Regions from separate parts of the Pan troglodytes genome. Here region 2 is linked to region 1. Evidence: chromatin contacts called from public HiChIP or PLAC-seq data. All regions are on one chromosome and are shown on one strand. The core of a region is the stretch at or near the end of the contact, and the rest is flanking DNA. Distances in the headings are between cores, read along the strand shown.

What was found. HiChIP or PLAC-seq counts read pairs in DNA pulled down with a chosen protein or histone mark.
Region 2: a contact with region 1 is called in an H3K4me3 HiChIP or PLAC-seq map of stem cell-derived excitatory neurons, with 2.6 times the contacts expected there. The contact joins the promoter of NPC2 here to the promoter of ABCD4 in region 1. A contact is called at or near these places in 2 of 7 Hi-C or Micro-C datasets (both in induced pluripotent stem cells) and 1 of 1 datasets of contacts at active chromatin or transcription factors (stem cell-derived excitatory neurons).

The regions. Positions count from the first base shown.
Region 1 is chr15:72,249,040-72,254,138 of NHGRI_mPanTro3-v2.0_pri, forward strand. It overlaps ABCD4 (ATP binding cassette subfamily D member 4), which reads right to left and starts at 1,584. Exons shown (of 20, transcript XR_010151217.1): 1 at 1,391-1,584. It also overlaps the pseudogene LOC107968317.
Region 2 is chr15:72,442,270-72,447,706 of NHGRI_mPanTro3-v2.0_pri, forward strand. NPC2 (NPC intracellular cholesterol transporter 2) reads right to left here and starts at 2,411. Exons shown (of 5, transcript NM_001009075.1): 1 at 2,312-2,411. The coding sequence starts at 2,393. It overlaps ISCA2 (iron-sulfur cluster assembly 2), which reads left to right and starts at 2,851. Exons shown (of 4, transcript XM_009428131.4): 1 at 2,851-2,962; 2 at 3,167-3,269; 3 at 3,392-3,521; 4 at 3,943-4,483. The coding sequence starts at 2,892. The coding sequence ends at 4,001.

The DNA of each region.
Region 1 (5,099 bases), core at 334-2,833:
CTGCAAGCCAGGAACATAGGAAATCCATAGAGAAGTGGGAAGGGATATAAACAGGCAATTCAAAAAAGGGAAAACCCACGTTTAATAAACACATGAAAATGTAGGCCGGGAGCAGTGGCTCACGTCTGTAATTCCTTTATGCACTGCCCGTCGGGAAGTGTTATCCCTGCACTTCGGAAGGCCGAGGCGGATGGATCACCTGAGGTCAGGAGTTCAAGACCAGACTGGCCAACCCCCCCCATCTTTGCTAAAAATACAAAAAATTAGCTGGGTGTGGTGGCGCGCGTCTGTAATCCCAGCTACTCAGGAGGCTGAGGCAGAAGAATCGCTTGAACCCGAGGCGGAGGTTGCAGTGAGCCGAGATCATGCCACTGCACTCCTGCCCGGGCAACAAGAGCAAAACTCCATCTCAAAAAAAAAAGAAAGAAAGAAAGAAGGAAAGAAAATGTACACGATGGGATACCACCTTACACCCACCAGACTGATAAACATTACAAAACCAGCCGCCACTGAACGATGGAGGGATACCGGGAAACAGGAAGCTTTATGCACTGCCCGTCGGGAAGTATAAACTAGTGTGACCATTCCAAAGAACAATCCAGCAAAATTAGATATGACCAGGACCCAACTCTGGGGTGGATACCCAGAGAAATGCAACAATATGCACAAGGAGACAACTGCCAGAATATTCATTACAGTGTGGCTTGTAGGGGTGTTAATACTAGAAAAAAATCTAGGTATCCACCACTAGGGGAATAAGTCTATGCACACAGCACCCATCATGCAAGCACTCAGAAGTGAAAACAAGATGACTAGCATGGATGGACTCAAAAACACAATGTTGAGGAAAAAGGTTTAAAGAAAAATCACAGCATATTATATTGAAGAATTCGAAACCACTATATAGATTTCAAAGTAACACTTGCACAAATTTACCCAAGGTGGACCGTAAAGCCACTTATATAACACACCAGAGTGGCTGGCTGAAAAGGGGAGTGAAAGGGGTCTGGGAATAGGAACGAAGAGAGGAAGTGATAAACAAGGAGCCTTGCATTGGCCCACAGGGTGTCAAGAACTGAGAAGGATCAACTCAATTTTGTGCACCTGAGGTTCTTTTTTCAAAAAAAGAATGCCAGTTGCGAGGGAGAGGGTCCCACACCGCAGGAGATGGCCCAAGTCCGGCCAAGAACGGAGGGGGCTGCGGCCGGTGCGGAGCGGCCTAGAGCGGCGGGAGGGCGGACGCCCCTTCGAGAGCTCCTCTTTCTCTCAGAAGTCACGGGGGCGAGACGGGGGCGCCAGGGCGGCGGACGAGGCACGGAGGGCAGGAGAGCCCATTCCCTACAGCCCGGAACTCCTGCTCCCAAACCTCCTCCCCGACCGCCCTGCTTACCTGGCGCCAGCTCCGGGCGCGGGCCCCGGGACCGCCATGACCTGAGACCCGAGGGACTCTGGAGCCCAGCTGCCCCTAGTTCAGTACTGGGTAGAGTCCGAGGAGGGGCGGGGCCCCGGCTACCACAGAGACCGCGTTTGATAGAGAGGAAGGTGCGGGAGACGCGGACTCTCCCGGAAGCGACCGACGTCTCTAAAAGTACCAGAGAGTGGACTCGGCTGACCCGGCGGCTACAGCGCCCCCATATTTTCTGGGAGACTTCCCTTTTGACAATAGGTATCCGAGAGTGTAACTACTTTATGGCAAGTATTTTAGATTCTGAGTATAATAGATGTTTTACATATTCTCCCAGAGAAGCCAGCATGATCCTTAAAAAAGTATAAATTAGGCTTCCAGCCGGGCGCGGTGGGTTACTCCTGTAATCCCAGCACTTTGGAAGGCCAAGGCGGGAGGATCGCTTGAGCCCAGGAATTCAAGACCAGCCTGGGCAACATGGCAAGACCCCGCCTTTACAAAAGATAAAAGCATTAGCCGGGGATGGTGGCGAGCGCCTGTGGTCCGAGCTACTCTGGAGGCTGAGGCAGGAGAATCATTTGGGCCCAGAAGGTCAAGGCTGCAGTGAGCCGTGACTGTGCCACTGCACTCCAGCCTGGGCGACAAAGAGAGACCCTGTCTCAAAAATAAATAAATAGATGATGATGATCGATAGATAAGATAGATAGTTGAATGAATGAAATGCTTATCAGTTGACTGATTAGTACCCAAAGGGAGGTGGGAAATGGCTCAAAAAAAAAAACCAAACAAACAGCATGATCCCACAGGTCCCTAAATTTGAATCTGGATGTGTCTTCTCACTTTCCTCCAATCCTTATTAAGTTTCAACTGCATGCCAAACGCTCTACAACATGCATGTATCACTTGTCTTTATGAAAGTTGCAGTCTAGCTGGGTAGGTCAATCAGTTGACAATTACAGCTTTTTTTTTTTTTTTTTGATACGGAGTGTTGCTTTTGTTGCCCCGGCTAGAGTGCAATGGCGCGATATCGGCTCACGGCAACCTCAGCCTCCCGGATTGAAGCCATCCTCCTGCCTCAGCCTCCCGAGTAGCTAGGATTACAGGCATGTGCCACCACGCCCAGCTAATTTAGTATTTTTAGTAGAGACAGGGTTTCTCCATATTGGTCAGGCTGGTCTTGAACTCCTAACCTCAGGTGATCTGCCCGCCTTGGCTTTCCAAAGTGTTGGGATTACAAGAGTGAGCCACCGCTCCTGGCCTTTTTTTGTTTTTGTTTTTGTTTTAGACGGAGTTTTGCTCTTGTGGCTCAGGCTGGAGTGCAATGGTGCTATCTTGGCTCACTGCAACCTGTGCCTCCCGGGTTCAAGCGATTCTCCTGCCTCAGCCTCCCGAGTAGCTGGGATTACAGGCATGCACCACCATACCCGGCTAATTTTGTATTTTTAGTAGAGACGTGGTTTCTCCATGTTGGTCAGGCTGGTCTCGAACTCCCGACCTCAGGTGATCCACCCACCTTGGCCTCTCAAAATGCTGGGATTACAGGTGTGAATCACCGTGCCCGGCCTACAGCTGTCTTTATGAAGTGCTATGACAAACATACCATACAGCAGGGGTTCTCAACTTTGGCGCCATTAAGTTTTGGGGCCTGATCATTCTTTGCTGAGTAGGCTTTCCTATGCAATGTAGGATGTTTAGCTGTATCCCAGGCCTCTACGCACTAGAAGCCGGTGGCATTCCCTCTGACCTAGGCATCCCAAAATGTCTCTAAACATTGCCAAATGTCCCTTAGGGGAGAAAGGACCAAAATTCCAGCTTTACCCCACCCCCTAGCATTGAGAACCACTGCCCCAGAACCAAAGAGAGAGGCATTTAACTCAGCATGGGGAAAAGTGGAATCTAGAAAGACTTTGAAGAGGAAATAACTTTATTCAAGTATGTCTTTCTTATTTGAAAACCAAAAAAATAGGATGCAATTTTTGAAAAATTAATAAGGCAACCAAAGTATTAAAGCAAGCAACGTCACCTCTCTAGGTTAATCTAGGTTTACAGATCTTGTCCCCTTTCAGTCTCAAAAATGTCCTAGTTTGGTATTCGGTGGCATTACTGTCCCAGGGTGCCTCAGCATTGTCTATTACTGTAAACTTTTAAGAAGTAGCAGGCTGGGCACGGTGGCTCACGCCTGTAATCCCAGCGCTTTTGGAGGCCGAAGCAGGCAAATCACCTGAGGTCAGGAGTTCAAGACCAGCCTGGCCAACATGACGAAATCCCGTCTTTACTAAAAATACAAAAATTAGCCAGGTGTGGTGGCGGGTGCATGTAATCCCAGCTACTTGGGAGGCTGAGGCAGGAGAATTACTTGAACCCAGGAGGTGGAGGTTGCATTGAACTGAGATTGTGCCATTGTACTCCAGCCTGGGTGACAGAGTGAGACTGTTTCAAAAAAAAAAAGAAGAAGAAGAAGTACTACACCAGAGTTACCAGTGAGCAAGCGGGAGGGTCTTTGGCTACTGGAGTGCAGCAGAGCAGAGCAATGCCCAAATCAAAGGAACTTACTTCTTCAAGCTCTTCTGGCAGTGGTTCTGACAGTGATGTTGACAAAAAGTTAAAGAGGAAAAAGCAGGTTGCTCCAGAAAGACCTGTAAAGAAGCAAAAGACTGGTGAAACTTGAAGAGCTCTATCATCTTCCAAAGAGAACAGCAGCAGCAGCACAGATGATAACATGATGTTTCAGGTTAGGAAAATGAGGTACATTAGTGTTTGGGATTTTTTTTTTTTAGACTTGTCCCCCAAGGCTGGAGCGCAATGGCACGATCTTGGCTCACTGCAACCTCTGCCTCCCAGGTTCAAGCAATTCTCCTGCCTCAGCCTCCTGAGTAGCTGAGACTGCAGGCACTCGCCACCATGCCTGGCTAATTTCTGTCTTTTATGTCGAGACAGGGTTTCACCATGTTGGCCAGGCTGGTCTTGAACTCCTGACCTCAAGTGATCTGCCCACCTTGGCCTCCCAAAGTACTAGGATTACAAGTGTGAGCCACCAAGCCGGGCCAGTGTTTGGGATTTTAAAGGGTAATTGATATTAAATAATATTGGATGGATCCAGAAGGTGAAATGAAACCAGGAAGAGAAGGTATTTCTTTGAATTTGGAGCAAAGAAGCCAGCTGAAGGAATAGATTTTTTAAAATTTAAATTTAAAGATTATATATATATAATATATGTAAAAATATATATGTAAAATATATATGTAAAAATATACATATATATATATATATGTATATATATTTTTTTGAGACAGAGTCTTGCTCTGTTGCCCATGCTGGAGTGCAGTGGTGGGATCACAGCTGACCGCAGCCTCCATCTCCTGGGCTCAAGTGATCCACCTCAGCCTCCTTAGTAGCTGGGACTATAGGTGCTGGCATCACACACAGCTAATTAAAAAAATTTTTTTTTGTAGAGAAGGCAGGGGTTGGGGGGAGGTGTCTCACTGTGTTGTCCAGGCTAGTCTTAAATTCCTAGGCTCAAGTGATCCTCCACCTTTGCCTCCCTAAGTGCTGGGATTACAGATGTGAGCCACTGCACCTGGCCAAGAACAGATTTCTGATACTGATGATGCAGTTAAGAAAACTGTGAAATTCAAGCCATATAAAACTTATACTGTTCTAGTGTAGTTGGTTTGTGTGTGTGTGTGTGTGTGTC
Region 2 (5,437 bases), core at 1,161-3,660, 190 kb after region 1:
GTACTCCTGCTTTTTCAAATAAGTAGAATAATTTCTGGATTTATTTCCCTTCTTTTTTTGGAAACCCAAAGTGGCTCACAAAGACCCACGGTTTCCTACCACTTACTGGGTGTGAGATCTTGGGCAAGTTACTCTATGTGCTTCACTTTCCTCATCTGTAAGACAGCTTGTGAGGATGGAATGAGTTATTTTATTTTATTTTATTTTTTTGAGACGGAGTCTTGCTCTGTCGCCAGGGTGGAGTGTAGTGGCGTGATCTTGGCTCACTGTAACCTCCACCTCCCGGGTTCAAGCGATTCTCCTGCCTCAGCCTCCCGAGTAGCTGGGACTACAGGTGCACACTACCATGCCCAGCTAATTTTTGTATTTTTAGTAGAGATGGGGTTTCACCATGTTGGCCAGGATGGTCTCAATCTCTTGACCTCGTGATCTGCCCGTCTTGGCCTCCCAAAGTGCTGGGATTACAGGTGTGAGCCACTGTGCCTGGCCGGAATGAGTTATTAAAATTAATAGTGTCTTCATCCAAACGCTGGCTACTAAGTTTAATGGAGGGAAAGGCAGTAATTTGAAGCGATAATAGCTTTCAAGTGCCAGTCTCCTAAATCAATGGAATAGCATTTAAGTGTTAATCGGCCAGCACTCCATTCCTTAATCAATCCTGTCCCCTAATCCCCAACTTTGCTTTTGTCTCAACATGAATTTTTATGACATAGGGGAAAAAGATTTCCATCTATGTTTTCAACACATTTCATTGAGCAGTTACTATTACCTGGGCACTGGATATAAAGCAGCAAACTTATGAAACTGCCTTTGCAAAAATCCTGAGGAAATTAAGACAGTGAAAGAGATCAGGACTCACCTACCCATCTTCCTTCTAACCTCTAAACTGTCTTTGTTCATTCCTGGGTGTAGGCTGAACTAGTCTTGGAGAGGAATTTATAGTTTAAACTCTGAAACGAAATGGATAATAGCCCTTTCCTGAAAAACCCCTTCTTGCCTGGGGACCAGTCTGCCATTGTAGGACTAACAAATTAGCTACGAGTTTAGGGGCCACGCCGCCTCTGGCTGTAAGAGTCTGAACCTCCCCAAATTGCTCCTGGTAATAATATCACTATTGTAAAACCTAAGGTCAGTGCTTGAGATATTTTGCAGATCCTGCATTCCGATGCAGCAAATGACACCACCCAGAGGTCAGCAAGAAGAACTCACTTCGACTCTCCTATGATTTTATCTTCAACCTGATCAATCAGCACTCCCCACTTTCCAAGCCCATACCCGCCAAATTATCCTTTAAAACTCTGATCCCCGAATGCTCGGGGAGACTGATCTGAGTAACAATAAAACTCCGGTCTCCCCCACAGCCGGCTCTGCGTGAATTACTCTTTTCGCCATTGCAAATCCCATCTTGATAAATCCGCTCTGTCTAGGCAATGGGCAAGGTGAACCCCTTGGGCGGTTACACTTACTCTGGTTCCCCATTCTGCTGCGTGACTTTAGGTAGGCTACCCAACATCCCTGGAATTCAACGATTGATTATACGATCTCCGTGCTTCCTTTCCACTCATAGATCTTACAAAGTCAGTTTCATGCCTCTTTCATTGACAGTTCTATCTCTCTACCTCCACCTCTGAACAAAATTGCTCGAGTTTCTGTTCCGACAATTCTATAGACTCGACTCAATGAAGGCACTCAGAATTTCTACCACCTGTTGTATTTTCCAACAAAGATTCCAACCACAGCGGCGAGAGGGAGTTATGTATCACAAGCTGTGATTAGAGACACAATGAGATTTATACAAGGAAAAACTGATTAAGAATCACAAGATTCCAAAGCCCAAAGGAAGTCCTATTTGTAACAATAAATGATGAAAAAGGGGAATTGACTTTTGACTTGTCAGCAAAAACGAAATTAAAAGAAAAGCAAAAGGAGTTGGAAGGGGGAGGCGGGATTCCAAGATACAAAGCATAAATAAAAAGAAGTTCTGTGCTCCACCCCTCCACCAGCGCTGGATACAGCCCTTCTGTTGTCCGCCCTACAAACTTTAGGAAACTTCAGCAAAAGGCCCACCTCCTGGAGTTCCCAGGAACCCCAAAACACGCGTTCTAAGGAAAGAAACAAAGTTGTGTGCGGTCGGGTTTCATGGAGGCCGGCGCCTTCTCCCCCGACCCAGCCCATTCCAGTTAGGTAGGGTCCAAGGCTCAGCCTGGCCGCCCGAGGGATCCGCCCAGCCCAGCCCCAGGGGTCTCAGCGCGGGGGTCCGGCGGGGCCTTCCACAGAGGGCGCGGGAACCTTGGGCGGGCCTGGGGCTCACCGCAGTCCTTGAACTGCACCGGTTCGGCCTGGGCAGCGGTGCTGAGCGCCAGGAGCAGGAATGTAGCTGCCAGGAAACGCATCGCGGCTAACGAAGTTCCAAGCTCGGGAAAGAAGCAGCGGCTGCCCGCGGTCACAAGACAAACCTGTGGGGGCGGGCCCGGGGAGGAGCCCAGTCAGGCGACCTGTCACCAGTAACCACAGCTGAGGCCCGCCCGCGCCCCGCCCCCGGCTCCGGAAAGCCAGCTCCAGCCCTCTCAGGCCCAGAGGCCTGCAGTCTCCGCCCATGCCATTCCCTCAGAGGCCTGACCCGCCCGGACCCACCTCCGCCCCGCCCCGCCTCACTCCTCCCCGCCCCGTTCCTTCCCTTTAGAGCACCTCTCCGGCTTCCTGGGTGCGTCCCCGCCGCTGCCGTCTGGAGCATTTCTAGCCAATCAGACACCTTCTCCTCCCGCACTACCCAATAGGCATGTTGGGGGCGGGGCCTCCGTGAAGTCCCGGCCTCCTGTTCGTTCTCTCCGCCTCCCGAGGCCCCGGGTGAGAAACGGGGGAGACGCGAGGGGCGGAGCTTGTGGAGGAAGATGGCTGCCGCCTGGGGGTCGTCCCTAACGGCCGCGACGCAGAGAGCGGTCACTCCCTGGCCGAGGGGCAGGTACCAAGACTAGAAAGGCACCTGGAAAGGGTGTTTGGTTCTGCGCCTCTAGGACAAATGGGAAACTAAGGCCTGTGGGGGATGCGAGGGTTTGGTGGGAGGCCGTCCAGGTGGGGGTCGCCAGGTTTAGCGTGAGGCGCTCCAGGTCGAGGGTTGCAAGGTGCCCCTTCTGCTCCCGGGCTTACCCTCCTCCCTTGCGCGCAGGCTCCTCGCGGCCTCCCTGGGACCCCAGGCGCGTCGGGAGGCGTCGTCCTCCAGCCCCGAGGCCGGCGAAGGGCAGATCCGCCTCACAGACAGTTGCGTCCAGGTAGGAGGCCGGACGCGGAGCGGCGGTACCCAGGCGATTGGCGGGAGCAGCGGGAACTGCTCTTCACTCAGCCCTTTAACTCCCGTTTCCCGCTATTCTTGATCCCCCTTCCTGCATTTCAGAGGCTTTTGGAAATCACCGAAGGGTCAGAATTCCTCAGGCTGCAAGTGGAGGGAGGTGGATGCTCCGGATTCCAATACAAATTTTCACTGGATACAGTTATCAACCCCGACGACAGGCAAGGAGGAAGGGGTGGGTCCCCAAAGGAGGTACAGGAGGGACAAAAGTGTCTCCAGTTTAAGGTGCACTTTTATTCCAAATTTAAAGGGTTTACCTGGGATGGTTAACACCGCCCGCCTCACAGTGAGGATGCAGTAAAGGTTTGTTGTTCTGAATCAAAATAACTAAGTTATAGGAGCAAAATTGATCTGCCCAGGTCCATTGGGTAGTCGGTAGAAAGTCAGGCCGGACTAGATTCCAGGCTTAAGTCCCTACACGTTTCCCAGTATTTATTCCATTGAATCATTTTGCCTCAAAGAAAATCAGCACCTGTTAAAGGTAATGGGGAAGCTCCCTCTGTACTTTAGAAAACAGAGGATGTGCACCTCTGGGCTCAGGGGGTGTCTTTTTTGTGTTTGCGATACTCCTTAATGCCTTCCTCCTGTCTTTTCAGGGTATTTGAACAGGGTGGGGCAAGAGTGGTGGTTGACTCTGATAGCTTGGCCTTCGTGAAAGGGGCCCAGGTGGACTTCAGCCAAGAACTGATCCGAAGCTCATTTCAAGTGTTGAACAATCCTCAAGCACAGCAAGGCTGCTCCTGTGGGTCATCTTTCTCTATCAAACTTTGATGTGATGACTGGTGACTCTGGGATTGTCACCAGTTGTACCAATTTGAAGAACCTGGAATTAGTAGAATTCTAGAAGTTTCCTTCTAATCATGTCCCTCTCAATTTTATTTCCCGCAGTCCAGGAGTGTTATGTTTTGCCACTATTATTTTCAGAACGTGAAGATTTTACTCTTGGCTTAATTTTTCCCTCCACTCAGTGCTAAGGCTGAGCCTCCAGATGCTGTTACCTCAGATTTAATCACTGGTTGAAACTCCGTATAATCTGTAGAGCCTCCATGGCTCTAAAATTTGGAATTAACTTCTCTTGCCTTAAGAGCTGCTTGTACATATGTGGATAGCTATGTATAAAAGCTTCATTTTAAAGAAGGTTCTTATTGTGTTGTGGATCAGGGTCACAGATTGGGTAGCTTGGACACCAGTTATTAGAGGATGAGAAAAGTAAACGAAATGTTCTCTTTTTCATTTCACCCTGCCAGAATGTGCCACTTGACTTATCTTTATTGTCTATGCAACCCATTTGCCACTTCCTATTTGATAGGACAGATACATTTTACTCTCATGCTCGTGGATCTGCTATGAGTCATAAAACCAAGAGCCCGTTACCCAGAAAACTTGGACCAAACCCTCACTGACAGTGAATTATTTCAAAAATAGCCTCCCTACTCATACAGACATTTTAAGATTCTGTGACAATTTAATGACTGAATCTTTTTAGGATATGTTGCTTTACCTGCCTTCTGTTGTAAAATGGCTCTGGTCTCATGCACAGCAGGAAGTGATCCCTTTATTGTTATAGGTAATAGATTATTGGGAACCTTTTTTTAGATTGGGTTACCAGATGAAATGTAGGATGCCCAGTTAAATTTGAATTTCAGGTAAATAATTTTTTAGTATGCGTATGTCTCAAATATTGCATATACTAAAAATTACTATTTGAAATTCAAATTTAACTCCTATATTTTTATTTGCTGACCTTGGCAACTCTGCTTTAGGGTCACCAAACAGAAAGCTTTTAAAATCACAAATTCTAGTGAATTAAAGTACTTGTGTAGGTGTGGCACTTAAATAGGCTTTGGAGCTTGAAATAATCCTGTTAGAGTGCTGTGGAGCTGTGTGGTCAGACAGCGAAAGAAATCTACCACCATCACCACACCGAATGATTTATTAATACTGATGTTGGAGAAACTACAACCAAGTTGATTCTGGAAGAGTTACTGGTTAAATCCATCTTTTGCTTGGGAGCCTAGAAGTTTGTTACAGCAAAGACTTGCATTTCTGCACTGGATTGGAATTAAGGTCATTTAGTAAGAATTTACTATT